Linked DNA regions of Ovis aries: regions 1 and 3 are each linked to region 2. Evidence: chromatin contacts called from public Hi-C data. All regions are on one chromosome and are shown on one strand. The core of a region is the stretch at or near the end of the contact, and the rest is flanking DNA. Distances in the headings are between cores, read along the strand shown.

Region 1 (3,098 bases), core at 151-2,650, 460 kb before region 2:
GTGAGACAAGAGCACAGCTTTGAAATGTTTGGTCCGCATCTCACAAAGTCTTTCCCTTCTTTCCACAGGCTCCACCCTTCTAACAAAACCTCACTGTACTCGGGACGAGTGATTTTTTGCCTGGATTACATTATATTCACCCTGAGGTTGATTCACATTTTCACGGTCAGCAGAAATTTAGGACCCAAGATTATAATGTTGCAGAGGATGGTAAGACTAAGGCGTGTTTGTGGTTAGTTGTCCTTCTTCTGACTATACCCAGAGTTCTTTTTGTTGCCGAGAGGAACTTTTTCTCCACAGAGGGATGGTTGCATTTCATAATCAGTAGCATCTGTTTTTTTTTTTTGATCTGTTTTCCTCAGGGGCCCCTTCCAGGTTAAAATTTAATGAAAGATGACTGTTGGGAGCAAACTGCATAACTCAGCACATTACTAGTAAAGATCTCTGTTTAGACTGTCCATGTTACCAAGTGCTCTCACTTGAGTCTTAAGTATTCACTAGGGGTGGCACAGTGGTAAAGAATCTACCTGCCAATGCAGGAGATGCAAGAAACTCAGATTCAATCCCTGTGTGGAAAAGATCCCCTGGAATAGAAAATGGCAACCCACTCCAGGATTCCTGCCTGGAGAATCCCGCGGACAGAGGAGGCTGGTGGGCTACAGTCCATGGGGTCACAAAGTCGGACCTGATTGAGCACGCGTGCGCAGGCAGGATAGGGACTTTCACACCCACTTCACAGATGTGGACAATTGGGTTCAGGAGGTTCACATGTTTGTCTGGAGACAGGCAGTGAGTTAGAAGCACAGCGAGGTCTGGAACTTTAATCTTATAACCACGTAATACAGACCTCAGGGAAGCACCACCAGGCCCATTTCATGGGGCCAGAGAACAGAAAGATAATTGCACACTGACCATGTTGCTTCTCCCAGCTTGTTTCCCACGTGACCCAAACCTCCGTGTTTTTGTCTTTAAATCAGATGGGCGTTTGAATGAGCTCATCTTGAGGTTCCTTTCCGGCGCTGAGCTCCTTTGAGTTTGTGGTTTTAATTCAAAGCATATCTGGGGCATCGAGTCACCATGAAGTCATGCTATGTGTGCAGAACATTAAAAACAATAAAACGATGCATTGTTGTCTAAAAAGGAAAGCTTCTATTTTCCTTAAAAAAAAAAAAGCAACAGCTCAGGGGTCGGCTGGAGAGGAGGGGGGCACTGCGGAGTTGAGGCCCTCTTCTGCTCCCAGGCTGGTCTCATTCAGAAAGTCTCTGCTGCTGAGATGGCCTGGGGACCTGCAAGCAAAGGTGCATCCGTCCGTGGATGCCCCGAGACCCAGGGGTGATGATGGCCATGTTTAAAAATTGGTGAGCGGATGACGCTGGCTGCCTTAGGTCCCTGGGGCCCCTCTGCCCTTCTCCGTGGTCAGCGGAGCGGTCGAGCCGCCCTGGTGCAGTCCTGACTCTGCCCTCCTGTCCTCCTCCCTCGACAGCTGATCGACGTGTTCTTCTTCCTGTTCCTCTTTGCCGTGTGGATGGTGGCCTTCGGTGTGGCCAGGCAGGGGATCCTTAGACAGAACGAGCATCGCTGGAGGTGGATCTTCCGCTCAGTCATCTATGAGCCCTACCTGGCCATGTTTGGCCAAGTGCCCAGCGATGTGGACGGTGAGCCTGACATGGTTTGGGTGGGGACAGCTGGGAGGCGGAAGATGCTTCCAGAACCAGCTCCCAGGGAGCCTCCAGGGCTTTCCGGTTTGATCCTGAGACCTGTCCTAGGAACAGGCTGCTGGAGTCCGGCCAACATCAGGCAGTGGACACTAACCCTCAAAGTCTTTTCCTTCTCCTGAGCAGGATCTTATGTACCCTGGCAATCTTGTACCCAGCATCTCAGCCTGCAAATTTTAAACCTTTTTAAAAAGAGTGTCTCTCAAATTTCTGACAGTGGCATGGCCAATGACAGCCAGAATCCTCACTGGTGTAGAAAAGAGTGTTGTGGGTCTGTCCAGAGTGACAGGGTACCCATTTATTTCAAAAAGTGCAATAGTGAAAAGTTTTGCCCTGGAACCTGGAATTTAAGCTTCTGGTATGAGCTCACTGCCAACTATCTGGAGGCAGGTTAATGGCAGCAGAGATGGCATTAATTTGATCACAGCCAGTTGGCATAAGGAAAGCATGGGGCGTGTGTTTTGGATAAACTGTAGAGCATCTTTGTGATGCTGGCGGTAGCTTGGGCTCAGCGCGTTCTGTCCTGCCACAAGAAAAGCCCCGCGATGTTCACCCGGCCGAGGCTTGTGTTTCCCAGCTCCTTGGTGTTTTCTTAATTGTCCCCATGGCCTCACGTGGTCTTTCTGCTGTCTGCTACTGCAGTCTCTTCCGAGACCTTAAGAATAGCTCTTTCCCATGCGCCAATGGAAAGGCACCTTGCTGTTACTGTTCCCCAGTCTGCACTTGCCGTTTTACATAAGCGGGTGTGTTTCGTCCTCCTGACAGTCCTACAGGTTGGTGGCCTTAGTCCCACGGGAGGCGGGTCACGGTGACCTAAAGAGTCAGTGACCGGCAGTGTTTGAGTCCTGGTTCCGTCACTCGTGTGCTGTGTGACCTGGGATGCAGTTGGCATCTCAGCCTCTAAGTTCTGCTGCTGGTAACGTGGGAGCAGCACCAGCTTCTCTGACTGGCGTCTCACCAGCCAGCAGGGCCAGACTAGCATGCTCAGAGGAGGCTCTCCAGTCCAGAGTGACTCCTGGAGCGCCAGACACTTACATCCACTGCCTTCTCTAAGATTCCCAGGCAAAACTCCTCATCTTCCCTTCCGGACCCAGACTTTCTCCAAGGCCCCCATTCTAGGCTGTTAACACCTGTCACACAGATGTGTATCAGCCTCCCAGTTTACCACGCACCCTTCCCCCGCACTATTTCCTCCCTGGTAGCCATGTTCATTTTCTACACCTGTGACTATTTCTGTTTTGTAGATAAGTTCTTTTTTTTTTTTTTTTACCATTTTTTAGATTCCACATATAAGTGATAGGGCTTCCCTTGTGGCTCAGTTGGTAAAGAGTCTGCCTGCAATGTGGGAGACCTGGATTTGATCCCTGGGTTGGGAAGATCCCC
Region 2 (3,183 bases), core at 655-3,154:
TTGCAATGAAAATACTTAAACCAGATAGGCCACAATGAACCAAATTAGAAATTTGAACATGTCGCCACTTGCAGCGTAAAGGAATCTAAAAAGGCAGTCTTTTTTCCCCCTAAATTGAGTATTTCTATGGGGAGTATTCATTCGTAGCATATTATTTTTAAGGAAAAAAAATGTCTGAAAACCATAACTCATCATCAAGCGGTTAGGATTACAAGACACATCCCTTGCCAAAACCCGCTTGTCATTCAGCACACATCTGCAGCTGGTGTGCTCACACAAACCAATCAGCAGGCTAAAAAAAAAAATTGAAGATTCCACACATATGGGTCTAGAAATGTATGCCGATTACACAGCACTGTATCTACACACACCCCATCCAGCACTGACGTCAGGAGCCTTACCCTTTAAACACCTTTAACTATTCTGCAAAGAGTAAATGCATCATTTGCCACCACCTCCAACAGTTTCTTGTTTGTAATTTTTTTATTGGTCTCTTTGTGTGATAATGACCTACACATGGACAGGGTCCAAACCATCTGGAAGATGTCTGATTCCAGGCTGAAAAGCAGTTCTCAACAAAACTGGTCTTCTGAAGCTACCACAAAGCACCAGGAAAGGGGCGTTCTTCGCGGCCATCCCCCAGCCCAGGCCAGCACAGCGCCCCGCGCCTTCCAGCTGCGGTACTGTTCCACGCAGTCCTCTGATGGCCCAAACCACCACCTCGTTTGGGCCCAGAGCAGGGCAAATGGATTTTCACAGGGTCCTGCCCTGTGACATAAAATTATCCAGCTTTCATAGCCCAAGGAGAGGCTGTTCCCCCAGCACCTCCCACTGCCACCGTGCCCCCAGTTGGGAACTCCCGGGGTTCTGGGAGCCGCATACCTCAGGTAGCTCACAGGTGCGATCCCCAGTGAGGGCGGGGGAGCCTGAACTTCTGGCCCTGCTGGAGTAGGAGGAAATTGCTTTTGTCTCGGATATCTGAGCCTTCCAACCTGGGCCAGCAGGGCGGACGGTGGGACCTGCACGTCCACTCCCCAGCCGGGTCCCCCACCCCCTGAGTAGCTCCGGCTTTCAGACAAAAGGACCCCTGAGCTGCGGGTGGGGGGGGGGGGGCAGGTCGAGCGCAGGCTGGCCAGCTTGCCTACATACCCAGGTTAAGTCACCAGTCCTGCATGTGGGTGCAGAGACTCCGCTTTAAAAATTCGAAGCGTCGCTTTGGTTCGCTGTCTTTGTTCGCGGGCGCGCGGGCCACACAGCCTTTCATTCATTCATTCCGGACTCGCTCGCTCCCCGCGCCTAGCCCCGTAACGTCGCCGCCCGGAGCATTACCGCTTCTTCTTCTGCTTGAGGGACTTCCTGCGTTTCAGGATCATCTCGTACAGCTTGTCCATGCCCTCGGTGAGACCCTCGCCGATGATGGCGCACGCCGGCTGGACGTGGTAGGTGGTGGCCGGGATGAGCTCGTGCAGCGCCAGCTGCTTCTCGATCTCCGCCACGGGCAGCGACTTGGGCAGGTCCTGCTTGTTGGCGATGACCAGCAGCGGCGTGCCCTGGTTCTCGGCGAACTTGGTCACTTTGTGCAGCTCTGTCTTGGCCTCCTCCAGCCGGTCCACGTCCACCGAGTCCACCACGTAGATGATGCCGTCCGTGCAGCGGCTGTAGGACTTCCACAGCGGCCGAAGCTTCTCCTGGCCGCCCACGTCCCAGAAGTGGCAGCTGATGCCCTTGGCCGTGCCGTTGCTCAGCTTGATCTTCTCCGTGTTGAAGCCGATGGTGGGCACGGTGTTCACGAACTCGTTGAACTTGAGCCGGTAGAGCACCGTGGTCTTGCCGGCCGAGTCCAAGCCCAGCATGACGATGTGCAGAGACTGGAAGGCCGAGATGTTGGAGGAGATGTTGCCCATGGCTCCTCGCTGCGGCGCCGGCCACTGCGGCTGCGGCGGGAGGGCGCCGCCCCCCGCCCTCCGGAGCAGTTACGGGCCCGACGCGGGCGGGCGCACCTGGGCCCCGCCTGCCGCCCTCAGCCGCCGGCACCGGCCTGGGCTTGGAGTACCCGGGGCGCACGGCTCGGCGCGCTCAGACACCGCGGCCCCCGCGCCCGCGCCGGCCGGGCATCGCGTCTCTCTCGATGGGCTTTGTCTCCCGCGCAGTCTCCTCCGCTGCGGCGCCGCGGGCTGCTCGCGCCCGTCGCCCTCCCCCGCCGGCCCCGGCTCTCTCTCTGCTGCTTCCTCGGGCCGCGCCCCCGCGCTCCAGCCGCTGCCCTGGCTCTCCGCGGCTGCGGGTTCCGGGCTCCGAGCGCCGAGGGCTCGCCTCTGCCTGGGCGGCGCCGCCGGGGGGCCAATCCCACTCCCAGGGCGAGCCTCGGAGGCGCAGGCGGGGCGTGGGCTTCCCCGGGCTTCGCTGCCTGCGCGGTCGCCTGGCTGTCCCCGCAGTCCCCGCGCCGCCACCGCCGCCGCGGGCAGCCTGCTGCGGCAGGAGGGCGCCCGGCCCCGCCCCTAGGAGGCCCCGCCCCTCATCCCGCCCCTATGGCCCCGCCCCTTCGTGGTGCCCTCGTACCGACGGCCCCGCCCCTCGCCCGCCCCGCCCCCCGCGCCCCGCCCCAGGTCGGGCGTGGACCTCCCAGCCCGGCGGGCCGCTTTCGCGCCTTTCAGTGCTTTCGAAATCGCCCTGGTCGTCTCCTCCCGCGCCGCACCCAGATAATGGGTTCCCGAGCTGCCGGCTCTTCCCGCCTCGGCCCTCTGACGCATCTTGTAAAAATAGCTCCCGGAACTCCACGCCCAGCCAGCCCCAGGCCGGACCGACTGTCCGGCGGGACTGCAGCGTGGGAGGCGCAGCCGGCCTCCAGGAGCGAGGGCTGGGGATCCAGAGTCCAGGGCAAGGCGGGCCGGGGCAGCCCTGCCCGAGGGACTGGGGACCATCCAAGGTAGAAGTGGGGTGAGAGTGCCCCCTCTGGGGAGAGAGGGCTGTGGATCAGGGCCCCGACCCCCAGACTCCCCCACCCAGTAGAGGGGAAAGGAGGGCGTGGGCCGCAGGGAGCCAGCCCGGGCACGTGGCCTTTGCGGTGCCCAGGACACTGACCCTCGCTGGTACGCTGGCTCACTTCCCTGCCAGAACTCCGGGGGGATGGGGTGGGGTCTCCACGGGATCCCCGCTGCCCTGGGGCGCAGACCTGCGCGCATTTCG
Region 3 (3,338 bases), core at 629-3,128, 330 kb before region 2:
CCCATACTTCACGGCAGAATCTTCTTGCTTTGAGCCACAGACCTGTCCAAGCCCTGCGCAACTGGGGGACAATGTCAATGTATTAATAATAAAAGAGCTCAAGTGGCTTCTTGATCTAATAAATAACCTTCCAGTCTTATTGAAGCCACGCATAAAATTTGTATAATTGCATCGTGGTAAATGAAATGTTCTCTGTGATCTCTTTTAAGTCATTTCCACCTCTGGAATCCTATTTTGATTTCAAATGCATCTGTGAGTTTAATCAAGGGGCATGAGAGACTGCCCACTGCTGGGGTGCAGTCACCTAGGGGTGACGTTGTTCTGACTGTGAATCGTTACCTGAGGCCTCGTTACTGATTATTAAATTGGTGTTTATCAAGGTGCTTCTAAATTGCTTCACCCCTCAAAGATTCTTGGGGAAGGCTGGATTATGAACTGGCAAAGCTCATTGATCCCAGCGGCCTGGCTTGGGCTCATAATAAAATGTAAGCTGATGTGCAGAGAGCCCTGGGAGAAACCCAGCATCAGTGGGAAACCCAGCTTCAGCGAAGAGTGGTCCAGGTGCCCTGGATAACGGCAGGGCTGGCTTCTCCATCAGGCACAAGGGGAGCCTTGCTCAAAGCTCGCCATACTTCAGGGGGCCCACAAAAATGGTGCAATTCCTCTTAAACTCAGAAGAAAATAAGCTTTTAGAGTCAAAGATATTTTAAGTTTTTTTTTTTTTTCCACATCAGAAAAAGAGTGAGTTTTTTTAGTGCCTGTATTAGTTTGCCTGGGATGTCATAACAAAATATCATAGTCTGGGTGGCTGACTTGGCTGACATATATTTTCTCACAGTTCTGGGGCTGGGAGTCCAAGAACAAGGAGTCAGCAGGGTCGGTGTCCCCTGAGGCCTCTCTCCTCGGCTTGCAGATGGCCACGCTCTTGCTGACGCTTCACAGGATCTTTCCTCTGTGAGCACGAACTCCCCTGAGGTCTGTGTGTCCTAATGTCTTCTTACAAGGACACTGACCAGATAGGATTAGAGTCACCCTCGTGGCCTCATTTCACTTTAATTACTTTACTAAAGGCTCTATCTCCAGGGACTTCCCTTGTAGTCCAGGGGTTGAGAGTCTGCCTGTCAATGCAGGGGTTCGGCCCCGGGTCTGGGAAGATTCCACGCGCTGTAGGGCAGCTAAGCCCAGGCACCACAACTACTGAGCCCACACGCTCTGCCTGGAGCCCTGGCTCTACAACAAGAGAAGCCACTGAAATGAGAAGCCAGCACACTGTGACTAGAGAAAGCCCACGTGTAGCAATGGAGGCCCAGCACGGCCAAAACATATATATATATATATATTTCTCTCTCCAAATACAGTCACAGTCTGAGGTCCTGGGGATTAAGGCTTCAGCACGTGAATTTGTAGGAGTGAAGGTGGGCCATACAATTCACCCCATAATCAGGGCCACAAAAATCCTCTTAGGACGGGATGGGCCATAGACGTTGTGGTTTGGCTCCTGTGATAGCAGACTGCCTTGGTTTCCGCAAGGAGGCGGGTGGAGCAGGAAGGTATCTGGGCAGAAGAGACACTCGAGAATGATCAGCGGCCCTACAGCAAAGGTTTCAATGCATTTACCAGCAGCATCCTTAGCTACTTTGTTGGCTCAAGCTCAAAAGAACACAGGATCAGAAAAGCATGTTGCAGTTCATATTTCACCTTCTCCTTAAAGGCTCTCACTGTTTGCTGGACTGTCTATAAAAAGAGAAATTTAATACCCTGGACTCACTACACATTGAAGTCTTTTCTACTAAACTGTGGAGAGCTGAGCCAGGGCCTCTGCTGAGCTCAGGAAAGGAAACCATCAATGTGTTTCACAGGCCCCGGAGCTGATGAGAACACAGCAGGGAGCGGCCTGGTGACTCAGGATGAGGCGCCCGGCCCAGAGCGTGTTTCACTCCGGCCAGGGACGACCACATCCTTCCTCCCGTTTCTGCTTCTCGTTATAACAGCTGTCGCGTGTGTTCAGAGTTCTGCAGACGTTCATCACCTGCACAGACATCAAAGGAGACTTTCTAACGTGGAGGAGTGTGTGCCGTCCCCGAGGTCGGCAAAAGCCAGCCAGAAGGTCAATGCAAAGGGAAGAGACAGCCGTGCTGCCCAGGGGAAGGTGGGCACCGAGGGGCTTACGTCACCCCCTTTACCAAAGAGCACATGGGCTGGGTTTCCTCATGCGGCCGCGGAGGCCCCACTGATTCTCTCATAGGAATGTTGGGAAGAGGGAGGACTCTTGGGAGAGAAGGTTCTAGCAAAATACCCAGTGTGGTGCTTGTGAGCCATGTGCGATGCTGCCTGTCCGTGTTCTCTCTTTCTTCTGCTGGCTGTGCCCGGTCTGTGCTGATGCATGGGCTCTTCTCTAGCTGCTGTGGGGGCTGCTCCCCACAGCAGGGGTGGCGGCTTCTCATTGGGGTGGCTTCTCTTGTTGAGGAGCCGCGGGCTCTGGGGTGTGTGGGCTTCAGTAGTTGCAGCTCCCAGGCTCTAGAGCAGAGGTTCAATAGATGTGGAGCACCGGCTTAGCTGGGGATGACATGTGGGATCTTCCCAGTTGGGGACCAAACTCATGCCTCCTGCATCGGCAGGCAGTTTCTTTTCCACTGAGCCCCCAGGGAAGCCCTTGATCGTGTTCTAGCATGCTTCCTTCCATCTAGGGGCAGGGCTCAGGCCGAGTGGCCGCTGTATACAACAGATGGGATGTGACCGGATGACCCACCATAAGACTCACTGAGTTGCTTCCAGGAAGAAATCGGGGGTTGACTTGCCTCTGCTGCTGGAGAAGAGGTGAGGGCCTTCTGCCGCCAGTTCAGGGGCCAGACAAACGAGACAAAGCCAAAGGCCTTCGGGGATGTTGGCAAGGCTTGGTGGTTCCTTCTTCCCAGGTGAGCCTCTGTGGGAACAAGCGCCTCAACCCAGACCCAGGGCTGAGCCAGCAATGATCTCTAACAAGTAAACTGTAACAGAAACCTATTAAGACTAGTAAATAATTAACAGAGTTCATGGACATGCTCAGTGGAGCATTTCCAGGGCATCTAACTATTCCCGGTAAATGTTCGTCCACATCTTTAGATTATAGACTCAGATAATGAGATCAAATGGACTGTCAAAACTCCCAATATTGCTTTCCCAACCAGTTAAGTCAGAATAAAGTCTTAAACTCTTCAGAAGTGCTTTTTAAAAAAATAATTGGTTTTCTTTTGATTTTTGTTTTTTTACTGGAGGCTAATTGCTTTACAGAATTTTGTTGTGTTCTGTCAAACCTCAACACGATTCAGCCAGAGCGTTTCTGCTCTGACAGGTGGGAA

Evidence for each region. Hi-C and Micro-C count contacts between places; a contact is called where the count stands out from the background.
Region 1: a contact with region 2 is called in a Hi-C map of skin fibroblasts, with 2.7 times the contacts expected there. The contact joins the enhancer-like site here to the promoter of ARL4C in region 2. A contact is called at or near these places in 4 of 16 Hi-C or Micro-C datasets (blood, skin fibroblasts and tail adipose tissue).
Region 3: a contact with region 2 is called in a Hi-C map of blood, with 3 times the contacts expected there. The contact joins the enhancer-like site here to the promoter of ARL4C in region 2. A contact is called at or near these places in 10 of 16 Hi-C or Micro-C datasets (blood, hypothalamus, liver and 5 more).

The regions. Positions count from the first base shown.
Region 1 is chr1:7,037,328-7,040,425 of ARS-UI_Ramb_v3.0, reverse strand. TRPM8 (transient receptor potential cation channel subfamily M member 8) reads left to right here. Exons shown (of 24, transcript XM_015091832.4): 18 at 69-210; 19 at 1,484-1,655. Among named protein-coding and RNA genes, the nearest start is that of SPP2, 55 kb to the right of the region's middle. Within about 2 kb of position 1,400, at least 4 of the 54 cell types and tissues checked have an H3K27ac peak or open chromatin away from gene starts, as enhancers often do.
Region 2 is chr1:6,574,250-6,577,432 of ARS-UI_Ramb_v3.0, reverse strand. ARL4C (ADP ribosylation factor like GTPase 4C) reads right to left here and starts at 1,904. Exons shown (of 1, transcript NM_001162554.1): 1 at 1,326-1,904. The coding sequence starts at 1,904. The coding sequence ends at 1,326. It also overlaps a transcript of SPP2 not described here.
Region 3 is chr1:6,904,186-6,907,523 of ARS-UI_Ramb_v3.0, reverse strand. It overlaps a transcript of SPP2 not described here. Among named protein-coding and RNA genes, the nearest start is that of SPP2, 78 kb to the left of the region's middle. Within about 2 kb of position 1,878, at least 21 of the 54 cell types and tissues checked have an H3K27ac peak or open chromatin away from gene starts, as enhancers often do. A contact at or near this core is called in liver, where this site is marked.